Linked DNA regions of Sus scrofa: region 1 is linked to region 2. A link is a contact called in public HiChIP or PLAC-seq data. All regions are on one chromosome and are shown on one strand. The core of a region is the stretch at or near the end of the contact, and the rest is flanking DNA. Distances in the headings are between cores, read along the strand shown. Region 1 holds the start of YTHDC2 (probable ATP-dependent RNA helicase YTHDC2). Region 2 holds the start of LOC100518827.

Region 1 (7,840 bases), core at 287-2,786, 500 kb after region 2:
TGTTAACTGACTTGACATAACATCATGTGGGATTCTAGGTCCATAGAGTGAACATTCTGTAAGCCCTTGAATGGTGATACTGGCTGAATCCTTGAAGGTGGGAAAGGAAAGCCCATACCAAAAATATATGTCTAGCATGAGCATGAATCACTGGCCCTTTCAGACTAAAGGTGGTCCAACATAGTCAACTTAGGATCAGATAGTCAGTTCATTCTAGGAATGTTGCCATATTGGAGCCCCAGCATTAGTCTCTGCTAATTGTACGCAAGACATTTGGCAGCAGGAGCAGTAATGTCAGCCTTTGTTGGTTGGGTAACCATGCTGCTGGGTCCAGGCATAGCCTCCATTTCTATCACCATGGCAATTTCATCTGTATGCCCATTGTGCTGGTGTCATCTGACTTAGTCATTTTGCTTACTTAGTTGCTTAGTACCTCTTCTGTGGTTAATGCTCTTTGGTGGACCTTAAAATGTGATAGAAAGGTCTTCACATTTTTTACCCATTCACAGTTGTCTTTTCTTATGTCTCTACCTTGTCCTCTTTGTCTTCCTGTCTTTCCAGTCTTCCTGCTGTCATGCCACCATCTATGAATTGTATCTATTCTAATGTGAGCTGTTTCTCTGTATACAAAGTGACCACTTGAAACTCTGCCCATTGAGAAGATTTTTCTTTGCTCCAGTTTTGGTTCTCAGAGAAGATACATGGAGGTAGAATTTGGTGTGTAGGATATCTAGTAAAGAGTGTCCTTGAAAGGATGGAAAAAAGAGAAAGGAAGCAAGATTAGGTAGAGGGAGAAGTACAGCTTGGTGTGGACCTGATGGTGTTATTTGACCTGATAGGAAGCTCTGGAGTTAAAAAAATCTTTTAGAGTTTTCATGTGTTGCCCTTTCATGGCTGGACCTTCAGTCTCCACCTCAGTTGGTCACTGGGTGTAGACTGCTCTATGGGAAAGTTGTGACCTTCTTCAAGGTATTTCTTGGAGACTGAGTCAACCCCTGAATAATTTGACAGCTAACAGCTGCCACTGATGATACTCTTGAAGAGGGATTGGGTGACACATCTCTGTGTCCACAGAGAATCAGGTAGTCTGATTCTATGTATGCTATTTCCTGGGTGATCTTGTGTAAATTGCTTAACTGTTCTGAGTTTTGCTTTCCTCGTCTTTAAAACGAGGGTCATAGTAGTACTTATTTCCTAGGGATTTTGTGAAGTTCCAGAATATAATTCATGTAAAGCACATTATATGGAGCACCAGGAAAAGCCCATTGAAGATTCACTGTTATTATTTTTTATTAGAAAACTGGATCAGGCTATGCTTCAGCATATTTCCAGGATCTTTATTGTTGAATAGTGATCAAGAGAACTTCTCCTTTAAAGTATTATCTGTTTTTTTAAATTTCTGGGTTCAGATATAGGAAGTTAGCTGTACATTATTTAGATTCAAGTCTCTGGGGAAGAAGTCTGGCTTTTTTTTTTTTTTTGTACGCACAACTCCTCTTATATGTAAGAAGCTTGCGCTTCTTCCTTCAACTAAAGGGTATGGGAAACACAAGAGGAAATCTTGCAGCAGGCTGAGTGTGTGGATGGCTGTGTGTCATCATGACCCTCTCATGACCTCAGATAATGACTGACTCTCCAGCTACGTCCACCCCAGCCACAGAGGGTCCGGCAGGCTATGAAGAGGAGCATTCCATCTGGCAGGTACCCAATGCTGGTTGACTTGAAATAATCACGAACTGATTATCATTTCTTGTAAGCGGCCTAAGTATCCTGGATTTAAGATGAGCAACTCTACTTTGTGAGGGATCACACTGGCCCCCAGTGAAGGAAAAAATGAACCAAAGAACCCTAAAGAAAAGAGCTCCAACCCAACATCTTAGACAAAGTCCCTAGGGCAGTGGTTTCCAAACTTCAGATTGTAACCCATAAAAAGCAAAATTATTTTAGTGGATGGTGACCAGGTTTTTTTTTTTTTTTTAAATGGGCTAATAAAATAGAAAATATCTAAATATATTTAGTGTGGAAATCTTATGTATTGTTTCAGAAAACTTTTTCATTGGTGCACGTACTTTTTTTCTGGAATACCATACAAAAAGAGTGTATATCTGGTTGCATAGCTTCTTGAAACACACAACCTTGGGAAGACACAGCAAGAACAATTATCCTGACATTCTTAACCCAGAAGCCTTACTTGTCTTTCCTTTCTTTTGATCTCTTAATTCTTCCCATTTCATTCACCTTCTGTTCACCATACCTGGGGTGATTGGGAGAGAATGCATTTTATTTCTTTGTCTCCTGTGCCCCTTCTCGGTTCCAGGTGGTGCCTGGGTGAAATTAACAGGCCTGACATCCCTATTTCTCTCATCTCTGGGGCAAAGCAGTCAAGAATAAGCAAACTGCTGGATTCTGGGAGGGGGTTGGAGTAGCCTTTTTATCTGAGATGGGTGATGCCAATGAAAAAATTACAGAAAATCTCATTTGGATCCTCAAACCTAGGTTGCTAGACAGAAATCTAGAGTCCATGTGCAGAGGCAGTATTTGAAGCAAAAGTGGGGGAGGAAGGGTTGATCTTGCAGTGCTGAAATGGGAAGAGGGGAGGCTGAAGGAAAGGATTTCCCAAATGAGAACATCCACAGCAATGCTTCATGATCTGAAAATGAGGAAAGCTAAAAACCTATAAAACTATTTCTTAACCTACCAATTTAAGTATTTTAAATATGACCAAAAGGAGATAATAAGGGTGTGTGTTACATGGGTGTATCCATTTCCAAGTTATACAGCTAATTGTGCATTTCAGTATATATACATTTTACTTAAAAAAAAAAAAAAAGGCCCCTCCCACTATGTAAGGATACAGTGAGAAGCCTCCAGCTCTGAACTGGGGAGGGGACTCTCACTAGCGAAGGAGACAATGCTGATGCCTTGATCTTGAATTTCCAGCCACCAGATCTATGAGAAATAAATTTCTGCCCCCCGCCCCTGTTTTTTAAATAATTGAGGAGCTCCCATTGTGGCTCAGTGGTAACAAACCTTACTAGTATCCATGAGGATGCAGGTTCGATCCCTGGTCTCACTCAATCAGTGGGTTAAGGATCTGGTGTTGTAGTGAGCTGTGGTGTAGCTTGCAAATATGGCTTGGATCTGGCATTGCTGTGGCTGTGGTGTAGGCCAACAGCTGCAGCTCTGGTTCGACCCCTAGCTTGGGAACTTCCACATGCCTCAGATGTGGCCCTGAAAATCAGAAGAAAAAAAAAGAAGATAATTGAGTTAGAGTGGGAAGTATAAGGAGGTAAAGATGGGTCGAGAATGGATGATTATTGATTAATGGGTGATGCGTACACGGGATTCATTATACTATTATATTTATTTTGTGTTAGAAAATTTGCACTATATCTCAAATGCCTTGAACAGTTTTCCTTGTATTAATCCATCCAAGTGGTGATATTATCTTTATCTCAAATCAACGTGGAAGCAATAAATGGGCTACACTGCATCCACATTCTTTTTTTCTTTTTTCTTTTGTCTTTTTTAGGGCTGCACCTGTGGCATATGGAGATTCCCAGGCTAGGGGTGGAATCAGTGCTGTAGCCACTGGTCTATACCAGAACCACAGCAATTCCAGATCCGAGCTGTGTCTGCGACCTATACCACAGCTCACACAATGCCAGATCCTTAATCCACTGAGCAAGGCAAGGGATTTTGTGTTAGAAAAAAAAGCCAGACTTCTTCCCCAGAGACTTGAATCTAAATAATGTCGAATCCACAACCTCATGGTTCCTAGTTGGATTCGTTTCTGCTGTTCCACGACCGGAACTCCTGCTTCCACATTCTTAACTGCTCCCAGCAGCCAAGTCTTCCAAGATCTCCAGGAGAGACATACTGACCATGGTCATATGGGTAATCAGAAGAGATCTAAGAGAGACAGTAGATTTGTGTCTGAAAATGATTAAATCCAGCATTTCTCCATTGACTCCACAGATCTCTTCAATGTCCAACCTTTCGAGGAAACTGTGAAGGTAAGAAGAGACTTTTGCTTGTTGTTTCAGTAGTGTATTGATAACTAAGGAGGCAGTAAGACCTGTACCCATCTAGAAAGTGCCCGATGTTGTGAATTATGACTAGAAGAGGTAGGGGGCAACAGCTGGCAATTCAACACATTTGGTTTCCTCTCATAGGAAGCCACAATCTAATCTTTAAGCATGGAACCCGCAGAGTTTCTTGCTCAGGGCTAAGAATATAAAGTCTTGCTGGGGAGTTCCCTTCATGGCTCAGTGGTTATCAAACCCGACTCGGATGCCTGAGAATGCGGGTACGATCCCTCACCTCACTCAGTGGGTTAAGGATCTGGTGTTGCTGTGAGCTGTGGTATAGATCACAGACACAGCGTGAATCTGGTGTTGCTATGGCTGTGGTGCAGGCTGGCAGCTGTAGCTTCTATTCGACCCCTAGCCTGGGAAATTCCATATGCCATGGGTGCGGCCCTAAAAGAAAAGCAAAAAGTAAAAATAAAAAATAAAAATAAATAAATAAAGGCTTGCTAGTGAGGAAATGGTCACCTTCATCTGCCTCCTCCTTAACAGTTTCAGAGTGAGAGTGTGCAGTCAGAGGCTGGTCTTGATGTCTAATGACAGAAGACAGAACTGGTGCCCTGACATGATGTGCTAGAAAGGCATTCTAGTCTTGAATCTTCAAGTATTGGACAGTCCATCCAGCTAAGCTATACTTTCATTTCCTTATCTGTAAAATGATTCAGCTGAATTCTAAAGGTCCCTTTTATTTCTAAAATTCTATGATTCATTTGCCATAGTTAAAGTCTCAGTCACTCATTACATTGGCGACCTATCAATAAGGCAGCATTTTCCTCTCTCATGCATTACCTAATTCTTTCTTTTTTAAAAATTGAAGTATATATATAGTTGATTTACCGTACTGTGATAGTCTCAGGTAAGGGTCTCACAAACAGAGAGAGTAATAATTACTTCTAAGTGGTGATTTAGGACATAATGAGATAGAGTCCCAAGTACCTAATATCTTCACTAGCTGTAGCAGTTCCTAAATTACACTAGAAGAAATTTGTTTCTTTACATTTTAGAGGGTCCTCTTTAAGACTCCTTTATTAAAATGGAAATTCCCCAGAAGACTACTCAGGCTTAGCACTGATTTAAAACTTTATGGAAGAAATCTGTTAGATAGGTCTTGTGGGCAGGAGGAGAGGAAGGGGCTGAAGAAAATTCCAAACATCAAAGTGTATGCACTGTACTTCCTTTTCTTCAGTTTTTATAATGATTTTTATTTTTTCCATTATAGCTGATTTACAGTGTTCCGTCAATTTTCTACTGTACAGGCAGGTGACCCAGTCACACATACATGTATACATTTTTTTTTTCTGATTTCCAGACAAAACTTTCCTTGAAAAAGAAACATGCACCTGCATGTGCATCACAGCGCTATTCACAATAGCTAAGACATGGAAACAACCTAAATGTCCATTGGCAGATGAATGGATTATATATACACAATGGAATACTACTCAGCCATAAAAAAGAATGAAATAATGCCATTTGCAGCAACATGGATGGAACTAGAGACTCTCATACTAAGTGAAGTAAGTCAGAAAGAGAAAGACAAATACCATATGATATCACTTATATCCTCTGTACTTCTTGAGCTCCACTACTCTGAGCGATGGACTCATCGATACAGGAAAGGGAATATAGAGGGGTCGAGGTTAGACAATAGTGTGTGCAGATGTGAATCAGTTGGAATCAAAATAATTTTAGCATATGACTCTGAAATTCCTTCCATCTCTATTATGGACTGAATGTTTGTGTCCCCCCAGATTCACATGTTGAGCCTCTAGCCCCTAATGCTATGTTATTTGGGGAGGGGGCCTTTGGGAGTTAGTGAGGGTTTGAGGAGGCGAAGTTGGATGGGGCCCTAATGTTGGAATTAGTGCCCTCGTAAGAGGAGACTGAAGGGGTTTGCTATCTCTCTCCTCACATACACCAAGGAAAGGCCATGTGAGCACACAGCCAGAAGGTGGCTGTCTGAAAGCCAGGAAGAGAGCTCTCACTAAAACTGGATCCTGCTGGATATTGATTCCAGGCTTTCCAGCTTCCAACACTGTGAGAAAAGAAATTTCTAGCCAAAGCCTCAGTCTGTGGTATATTGTCTTGGCAGCCTGAGCTGACTAATAAATCATCTTTTAATCATGCAGCCCCCCTTCCCTTCCAGTGTTAGCCATGAGCCAATTTGCCAAGGTAAGCATGAAGGAAATGTCCTCAAAACATCTGGCAAGGATTATTCTTTTTTTTTTTTTTTTTTTTTTGTCTTTTTGCCATTTCTTGGGCTGCTCCTACGGCATATGGAGGTTCCCAGGCTAAGGTCGAATCGGAGCTGTAGCCACTGGCCTACACCAGAGCCACAGCAACGCGGGATCGAGCCGCGTCTGCAACCTACACCACAGCTCACGGCAACGCCGGATCGTTAACCCACTGAGCAAGGGCAGGGACCGAACCCGCAACCTCATGGTTCCTAGTCGGATTTGTTAACCACTGCGCCACGACGTGAACTCCAAGGATTATTCTTAACATTATTCCTCAACCAGAGGTTACCAGACTGGTGCTCTTGCTGTAATTGACCACTTTCAGATGATCTATTCAAAAAAGGTGGTTACATTTCTTAAAGGAAATTTCTCTCTTAAACTGTCCCTCATGTGAAGCAGGTTTATTGACTTGATACCTGTCTGAGGTGAAAAGGCTTTTAAATATTTTTTACAAAATTATCAGCATTTTCCACACATGTTCCAAAGTAAGGAAAATGGAATGGAGAGAACTCTTATCCTCATTACACAGATTCAGTGATTACCAGGATTTTGCTGGTGAAGATTTTTTTTAAAAAAGGAAATATCAGTGAGAGACAAAGTATTATATTTACAAAGTAGTAAGTGCCATGGAGAATGTAAATCATTATTTTGTGGTTTATGAATATGTTATCAAACTGGAGAAAAATGTATCTAATTCTTCTTTAACTACACACAAGGGTAAATCTGGCCTAAGCTTTTAAAAACTAGAATCTTTAATAAAATGGAAATATTAAATATTCAGTGATAAATCTTTTTTTCAGTAGGTTTCTTATGCTTTCTTCTCCTTAGAAGGTCCCGGGAGGGGGTTTCCAGGTGAGGGTTCCATGAATAGACAGCCTCTCCCTCTTTTATTATTAATTATTATTTATTATTTATTTATTTATTTGCTTTTCAGGCCACACCTGCAGCATATGGAAGTTCCCTGGCTAGGGGTCAAATGGAGCTGCAGCTGCCAGCCTACACCACAGCTACAGCATCACAGGATCGAGCTGCATCTGTGACCTATAACACAGCTCACAGCAATGCCAAATCCCCAACCCACTGAGTGAGCCAAGGGATCAAACCTGCATCCTCATGGATACTGATTGGATGAGTTTCTGCTCCACCACAATGGGAACTCTGACAGTCCCTCCTTCTTAATATCCAAGTTCTTCTGAACAGTCTCCTGAGGGAGGAACCTAGGGGCATTCGTTTTCTCTACCTTACTGCATCCTCTCATAGATTCTCATCTGATTTTTCTATAATCATGGTTAAATCCTTCACTTGATTTCACAGCCTCTTTAGACTGGCCTCCTAATAGCATCATTTCCTTACAATTCTATAAGGACATATAACAGCCAACATATTTTATCACTCATGTCTTTCAAACCGTATAGTGGTCTCCTTCCCAGTAAATTTCCTCTGCTACCAACCACAGACTAGACTCATACGGTTTACTGCAGGTCACTGCTTTTTTCCTTGCCTCTTTCAACTTGC
Region 2 (7,307 bases), core at 4,642-7,141:
GATTTCAGTTGACCTCAGCTTGTAAATTCATGACCTCAACCTCAAATAGTCCCTACAGCCTGCCTGGCTATCTCTCTCCCTAAATACCACTTCAGATTTTCTCTCTGCAAATGACTCACGTCTATAGGGGAAATACTCATTTAGGGGACATCCACAGCTAAACCTTTTCATGGCTGCCATCAACCGAGTCCTTCCTTTTCTCCTGTCCCTTTACCTGTGCTTTGGAACCCATCTCCTCCTTACCCCTGTTCTCTGCTGTATTAATATAGTCAGCCTCTTCCTCTCAGCTAGATCCTATTTAAGACCCTTACTTAAAAAAAAATGAAAGCCTGGGAGTTCCCATAGTGGCACAGTGGAAACAAATCCGACTATTAACCATAAGGTTTCGGGTTCCATCCCTGGCCTCGCTCAGTGGGTTAAGGATCCAGCGTTGCTGTGAGCTGTGGTGTAGCTTGCAGAAGAGGCTTGGGGAGTTCCCGTCGCGGCGCAGTGGTTAACAAATTCGACTAGGAACCATGAGGTTGCGGGTTCGATCCCTGCCCTTGCTCAGTGGGTTAACAATCCGGCGTTGCTGTGAGCTGTGGTGTAGGTTGCAGATGCGGCTTGGATCCCGCGTTGCTGTGGCTCTGGCGTAGGCCGGTGGCTACAGCTCCGATTCGACCCCTAGCCTGGGAACCTCCATATGCCGAGGGCACGGCCCAAGAAATAGCAAAAAAAAAGACCAAAAAAAAAAAAAAAAAAAGAAGAGGCTTGGATCCTGCGTTGCTGTGGCTGTGGTATAGGCCAGCAGCCGTAGCTGATTGGACCCCTAGCTTGGGAACCTCCATGAGCCACAGGAGCGGCCCTAAAAAGACCAAAAAAAAAAAAAAAAAAGTAGGACTGGACTTCCTGTTGCGGCTTAGGGGTTTAAGAACCCAACTAGTATGATTGGATGTGTGTTCAAGCCTTGGTCTTGCTCAGTGAGTTAAGGATACAGTGTTGCTATGAGCTGTGGTGTAGGTCACAGATGCAGCACCCATTCTGACCCATATCCTGGGAACTTCTGTATGCCACAGGTGCGGCCCTTAAAAAAAAGTAAGCCAACCAAATATCCTTCCCCAACTACCACTTTTTTTTCACCCATTCTGTCTCCTGAATGGTGCAGCCAGCATTCTCAATCTCTGTTTATCCCAAACCATCTCTAATACAGATTCTCTAGGACAGCAGACCTAACATCACCTTCATGTCACTGTTCTATTTCCCATTGTTCCTACCATTCTGTCCTTTGCAGCTCACCCTATGCTACTTCACCAGTTAATTTTCTCAACCCCAGTCCCTATTTCTCTGCCCCAGTGGGTTTCATTTATTCCCATGGCTTTTCTATAGTTTAAGACTACAAGCCAATATAGTGACAAGGGGTCACTTAGAAATCTAAGACAATTCAAATTAACTACTTGAAAATGCTGCTCCCCAGCTGGATTTGTGATTGTACAAGACTATACGCCTAGCAGTCATTATAGACACATCCTCTATTACCAGGTCCTGTCTACTATAGCTTCAACCATCTCTTTCCTGATTTTACCATCCTGGTCCAATGTGATCATCTCTTACAACCATAGCAGCCTCAGACTGGCACACCAGCACCCCTTTTCTCGGCAGTGTGCATTTGTCATGGATTTCCCTTTGCTTTAAAATGAGCCTTAAGTGGTATGGCCTCTTTAACTGTTCAGCCTGATAATATCCACAGCTCCCATAATGGCCACCTTCCAGCTTCATTAAGCATTCAACTCTTGTCTAATGAGGGCAGTTAAAGGAAACCTCCAAGTTAGAAATCTGGACTTATTTCAGTCATACCCAATTTTTAGCTCCAGGCCACTGTACATGGCACAGGGTCAGTTTTGCCTTGTAAAAATGATTAACTACCCTTAGTCTCAACCATTTCTCAGGTTTCTGGTCAAATCTTATCATGCAAAGGACTTGTCTCACAAACGAAGTTTTGATGTGAAGACATTTCTTCCATTCAACGGAAAGCTCCCAAAGGGAGGAACTGTGTTTGCCCACCACTGTGTTCCCAGCTGCTAGTGCAGTGCTTTCAATAAATATTCTGAATGCCTGAATACACCATTTGTTCTTTCCTGCAAAGTGAAGGTTATTTGCTGACTTAAAATTCAGTAACAAAGTAAGTACACCTGTGATGTAGAAACCAACTGGTCTATTTCAGTTCACCATGCATCAGACATTGGAAGAAAGCATGTAATTCTCCTTGGGGCCTAGCATAAGCCTGTGTTTTATAAGGCTATCAGTGACAGATTCATCACAGAATATTAACAGCTGAGGTGTTAACAATTTTGGAGTTGCTGGGAGCGGGAGGGAGATTCCACGTAATCTTTCAGTGAAAGAACGCTACTTCCTGGCAGTTAACACACAAACTTCTGAGAAACAAACCATTTTATTTATAGCCCCACTGTTTTATATGTACATTTATGGACTGCTCAAAAAGCAGTAATTTTTAGTAATCTTGAAAATTTTACATAACCCTAACCAACTCTTGAAGATCAAGTCGTCAAATTCCTCAGCAAGGACACCCTAAAAAAAAACAACAAAGTACTCAATTTAACAGGTAAACATTTTTTTACATGCGCCACAAACTCGCAGTACATGCTTCTGCACTGTATCAAGGTATGTACTTCTGGACTTTAAATGTCAACATAAAACATGGCTGATTATCTGGAGAGTGGTTTTCTAAAATTTAGCTACTACGCATGTATCTTAGGATTTTATGATGAATAAGCTGGGAAGAGGCCATCCCATCTGCAGTAAACAACTGCTTACAGATATAGCAGTACTAATACTGCCAAACAAATAATGAACAATTATTAACTAATACCTACTAGAGAAGGCACCCCAACCTAGAAAGTTTCTCATTCTGAAGTATCAACTTACCTTAGGTCATCTTTCTGCTTCCTCATAGTCATGGATTAAGCTAGCGAGTCTATGCTTCAAGCGTCCATCTTTCAGCTGAACAAAAATTAAAACCGGTTAAGAGAAACACCTAACACTGGCAGAATCAAAATCACTTATGCAAGTAACATGAGCTAACTGTTACTTAAGCAGCTCCTACACCGAAGATATCAAATACAAAGGCAGTAAAAGGCTGCAAAAGTGTTTGATTTTTGCCTTTTTTGACACCACATTCACTAGTTGCCAAAAGTGAATGGGCAACACAAAGGCTGCAAGAAAACCGCGGAAGCAATGCTGTGTGGCCCAAAGTTCCAGACCCCAAAGCAACTGCGATGATTTGTTCTGTTGATTAGAGCTGAGGGGAACTAATCGCAGCTCCACATTCTCCTTTACGACTCAGAAACAAAAGCCTAAGTCTTTTAATATCGTCAAACTTCGAAGCAACTCACCTCCAAAGCTGGTGACACTAATTTCCGCATCTTAAAATCCAAGTTCTGCATCCTGAAAGTTATGAAGATCTAAACCTTAAACGGCACTTCCGCGCTGACCCGATTTCACACTGGCAGGCAGACATAGGTGCAGTTACACGGCGTGGCCTTTTCCTTTCAGAGCCAAGAAATCTCCGCTTCCATTAAAATTTCTTTGACATACAGTCTATGAAACTCAAACGCCCCCCAAGCCATCGCTCCAGCTCCTGGCGAGAGAGCCCTGGCAGGGGGCCACTTCGGGGCCTCCTGAGGTCCCATCGACAACGTGGCGGGAGCTAGAACTGGCCGCTGCCCTCCACGCATTTAGGGCCGGGGACTCTCGGCCCTGGAACTGCTGCGGCGCGGGCCTCACCAGACTCAAGGCGGCCGCGCGCTCCTGCCCGGGGCCCCGGCGGTCAGAGGCCATGTGGCCACGCGTCCGAAGGCTGCAGCCATCCTCGAAACTCCCGGACAGAACATCCGGACGCAACGCCGAAGGTGGAAAGGCTGCGCACTCTTCCCACAATGCTTTTCTATGACTGGAAGGACCCACTGCGCGAGGGGGGGAGAATGGACTGTACCATCGACCGCCGCGCCCCCGCGAGACGCCACCATGTGGCTGGAGGGCGAAGTGCATAGTGATTGGCTGAGGGGCGGGGCTCCATGAGAAAGCTTTGTGAGAAAGGCGTGTTTGCGCGCTGAACTCCCGACTCCCGAGGCATCGTGCAACTAGTTTTTCCGGCGCCGAAGGAGCTTTTATCAAGCGTGACTTTCTACCCACCCTTCTTCGCAGTGTTACGGGCACACGGTCACCGCTGAGCTGCGGGTGTAGCCCGAAGGACTTGAGACCTCGTGTTCTGAGGGAGGACAGAGCTCACCGTCTCCAGCTGAGGAAGAGTAAGGTCATTAATTTCAGAAATATTTATTGAGTACTTAGTATGCTTCATGCTCTTTTCTAAATGCCTGGCAGTCAGGTGTGAATGAGACAGACTAGTTGCGTGAGAAAGACACAAAACAGGTAACATGGACACTGTTAAGTCCAGATAGTGTAAGTACCAAAAAAGAAACAAAAGGGGGTAAAATGTGATAGAGACGCGCTGTTTGGTAGGAATCTAGTGCAAACAAGGAATATTATTTTATATATTTATTTTATTTGTTTTTCTAGGGCCGCACCCGCTGCATATGGAGGTTCCCAGGCTAGGGGTAGGGGTTGAATCAGAGCTGTAGCTGCTGGCCTTCACCATGGCCACAGTAGCTTGGGATTCAAGCCGCATCGGTGACCTACACCATAGCTCATGGCAATGCCGGATCCTTAACCCACTTTGTGAGGCCAGGGATGGAACTGTGTCCTCATGGATACTGGTCGGGTTCCTTAACCGCTGAGCCACAATGGGAACTCCATGAATGTTATTTTAAATGTTGGAAAAGCCGCAAAAAAAGGTAAAAGGAACCAGCTAAATTAATCTTAACAGTAATTCACCATGTGCTCAATATTGTCATTGCAACCTGTAATCAATATAAAATCATTGATGATGTATTTGCATTTTTTTATTCGTACTAAGTCTTCAAAGTCCAGTATATATCTTATATTACCAGTACATTTGAGTTCAGACTAGTCCCATTTCAGGTGCTCAGAAGCAGGCCTTGGCCAGTGTCGCTGGAGCAGTGGCAGGAGGGCAGGGTGGCTTGAGATGCAGTGTAGGTGACAGGCAGGAGCAAATCCTGTCAGGCTTTGTACCTGTGGTAAGGAGTTGGGATTTTATGCTGAAATTTTAGAAGCGATCAGTACCAGAAAGAAAGTTGAGGTGGTTAATTGGCTTTATGCTGATAACCATTCCTCATTGAAAGGATAGAGGCTGCAGTCATTTGGGCTGACTGGTAGCACCTGGGGCTCCCTGCACCTGTAAGTCCTAGTAGAGACTTATTCAGGGACCACCTCCCAGGACCTTTCTTTGTTTCTTTGAAGCAAAAAGAAACAGAAAAGAAAGAAAAAGAGGGAGGGAGGAAAGAAAAAAAAAAAAAAAAAAAAAAAGGAGAGAGAGGAAGGAAAGGAAGGAAGGACGAAGAAAACATAAAATGCAAGCCCATAGCCCAGTGGTCGTCACACCAGGATTAGCCTGAATGATAACATCAATGTTGGGACAGTAGGGACAGTGACCATCCAGAAGTAAATGTGTAATGATTATGGGAGGTAAAGAACTCTAAGGACTTCACTAGGAAGTCTCTCTCATGTCTGGGGAGAGAAAGGTTGGGGAAGGAGAGGGACTCCTCAAAAAGTGTTACTGAAAGACACTGAAAGGTACAATGTGAGGATTATACCAAATTTCAATCTTACCTTCTTGCTAGAGAAAGTCGGGAAATTTCCTTGGGCTGGAGCAGCTAGCAAATCTAGGTTTAGATTCATCTCTCACTCTTGTTCTTTTGGGTAAATGATCACCTCTGTAAGCCCACGGTTCCTCTTGTCCAGGATAATACCTTTACCCATGTACCACATAGGTTTAAAGAATGAAGGCAGGTTTGTTGAATCATCTAGCACTGGTTAGTACATAGTGACACCCAATTAATGACTCTCATGAGCCTGACTCTTCTTGTTTACTGCCACCGCAGGTAAGGAACCTTGGTGGGTTGAGTTTCTTAAGGAAGCCGGGCAGGGGACTATGTTGCTGTGCGTGGTTTTTTTTAAGGGCTTGACATTTTGTTCCGACCTGATTCTTTCCTATGTGCCCCTTATACCTCTTCCCTAAACTCTGGATGGTTCAAGAATAGATAGAGGGGAGACATGTGTTTCACTTACTGGATTAATGTTGGTGTCAGGAAATTAATTCTAAATTCTTCATCGTCCTGTCTGCCTTGACCTCACGTAGCCTGGTAAGGAAAATCCAGTAATTAAGCCAATGCAAGCAGAAAGGACATGAGAAAATGATAGGGGATATTTTCTGCCTAGTTTCCCCTCCATCCTTGCCTGCTGGAGTGATGGCCTTGTGGAAGGATGTACAAGCTTCATACAGAGTGAGTGCGAGCATGGGACACGTTCAGTTTCCTTGTCCGGTGTGGTAGCAGAGTAATGGTCCTTCACACATCCTAATCCCCAGAACCCGTGAATATGTTTCATTACACAGTAAAACAGGGCTTTGCCCACGTGGTTAATGTGAGGGACTGAGAGATGAGAAAATAAAAAATGAAGAGGAAAACAGGAGAGTCAGAGATGGGGCAGAAGAGAAGGCTGGAGAAGACAAACTTCCATTGCCTTTGAAGATGGAGGAGGAAGATCTTTGAAGCCAAAGTGTATAGACAGCCTCTAGGAGCTGGGAATGGCCCTCAGCTGACAGCCAGCAAGGAAACAGAGACTTCATTTCTACAACTATATGGAACTTAATTCTGCCAACCACCTGAGTGAGCATGGAAGCAGATTCTCCTCTGGAATCTCCAGAAAAGAACACAGCCCTCTGATGCCCTGATTTTAGCCCAGTGAAACTCACGCCAGATTTCCAAACAACAGAGCTATGATAATACATTTGCGTTGTTTTAAGTTGCTAAATTTGTGTAAACTTGTTAACGGCAGCAGGAGAAAACGAATAACACACTGTTAGGAGTGGAGAGTGAAAAGTGTGTTGTTTTTCTTATTCTGCTCCTTGTCCCACTAATTTTCTTATCAGGAGCATAAGTAAGATTTTGCAGATAAGGTATGCACATTTGGTTTTAAAGTGCTTAATCATTATGGGGTTGACATTTTGGTTTTTTTGGTGTTAGGGATCTGATTTATTTATTTATTTATGTTTGTCTTTTTAGGGCCACACGCAAGGTATATGGAGGTTCCCAGGCTAGGGGTCAAACTGGAGCTATAGCCACTGGCCTACACCACAGCCAGAGCAACACCAGATTTTTAACCACTGAGCGAGG

What was found. HiChIP or PLAC-seq counts read pairs in DNA pulled down with a chosen protein or histone mark.
Region 1: an H3K27ac HiChIP or PLAC-seq map of skeletal muscle shows a contact between it and region 2, with 10 times the contacts expected there. The contact joins the promoter of YTHDC2 here to the promoter of LOC100518827 in region 2. A contact is called at or near these places in 2 of 5 promoter capture datasets (fetal skeletal muscle and skeletal muscle), 22 of 47 Hi-C or Micro-C datasets (adipose tissue, alveolar macrophages, brain and 13 more) and 2 of 2 datasets of contacts at active chromatin or transcription factors (alveolar macrophages and skeletal muscle).

The regions. Positions count from the first base shown.
Region 1 is chr2:118,001,866-118,009,705 of Sscrofa11.1, forward strand. It overlaps YTHDC2 (probable ATP-dependent RNA helicase YTHDC2), which reads left to right and starts at 1,537. Exons shown (of 31, transcript XM_021084629.1): 1 at 1,537-1,701; 2 at 3,979-4,016. The coding sequence starts at 1,676.
Region 2 is chr2:117,501,716-117,509,022 of Sscrofa11.1, forward strand. LOC100518827 reads right to left here and starts at 5,892. Exons shown (of 4, transcript XM_013995035.2): 1 at 5,819-5,892; 2 at 3,390-4,264; 3 at 2,923-2,997; 4 at 2,410-2,565. The coding sequence starts at 5,892. The coding sequence ends at 3,604. NREP (neuronal regeneration-related protein) reads left to right here and starts at 4,136. Exons shown (of 7, transcript XM_021084633.1): 1 at 4,136-4,304.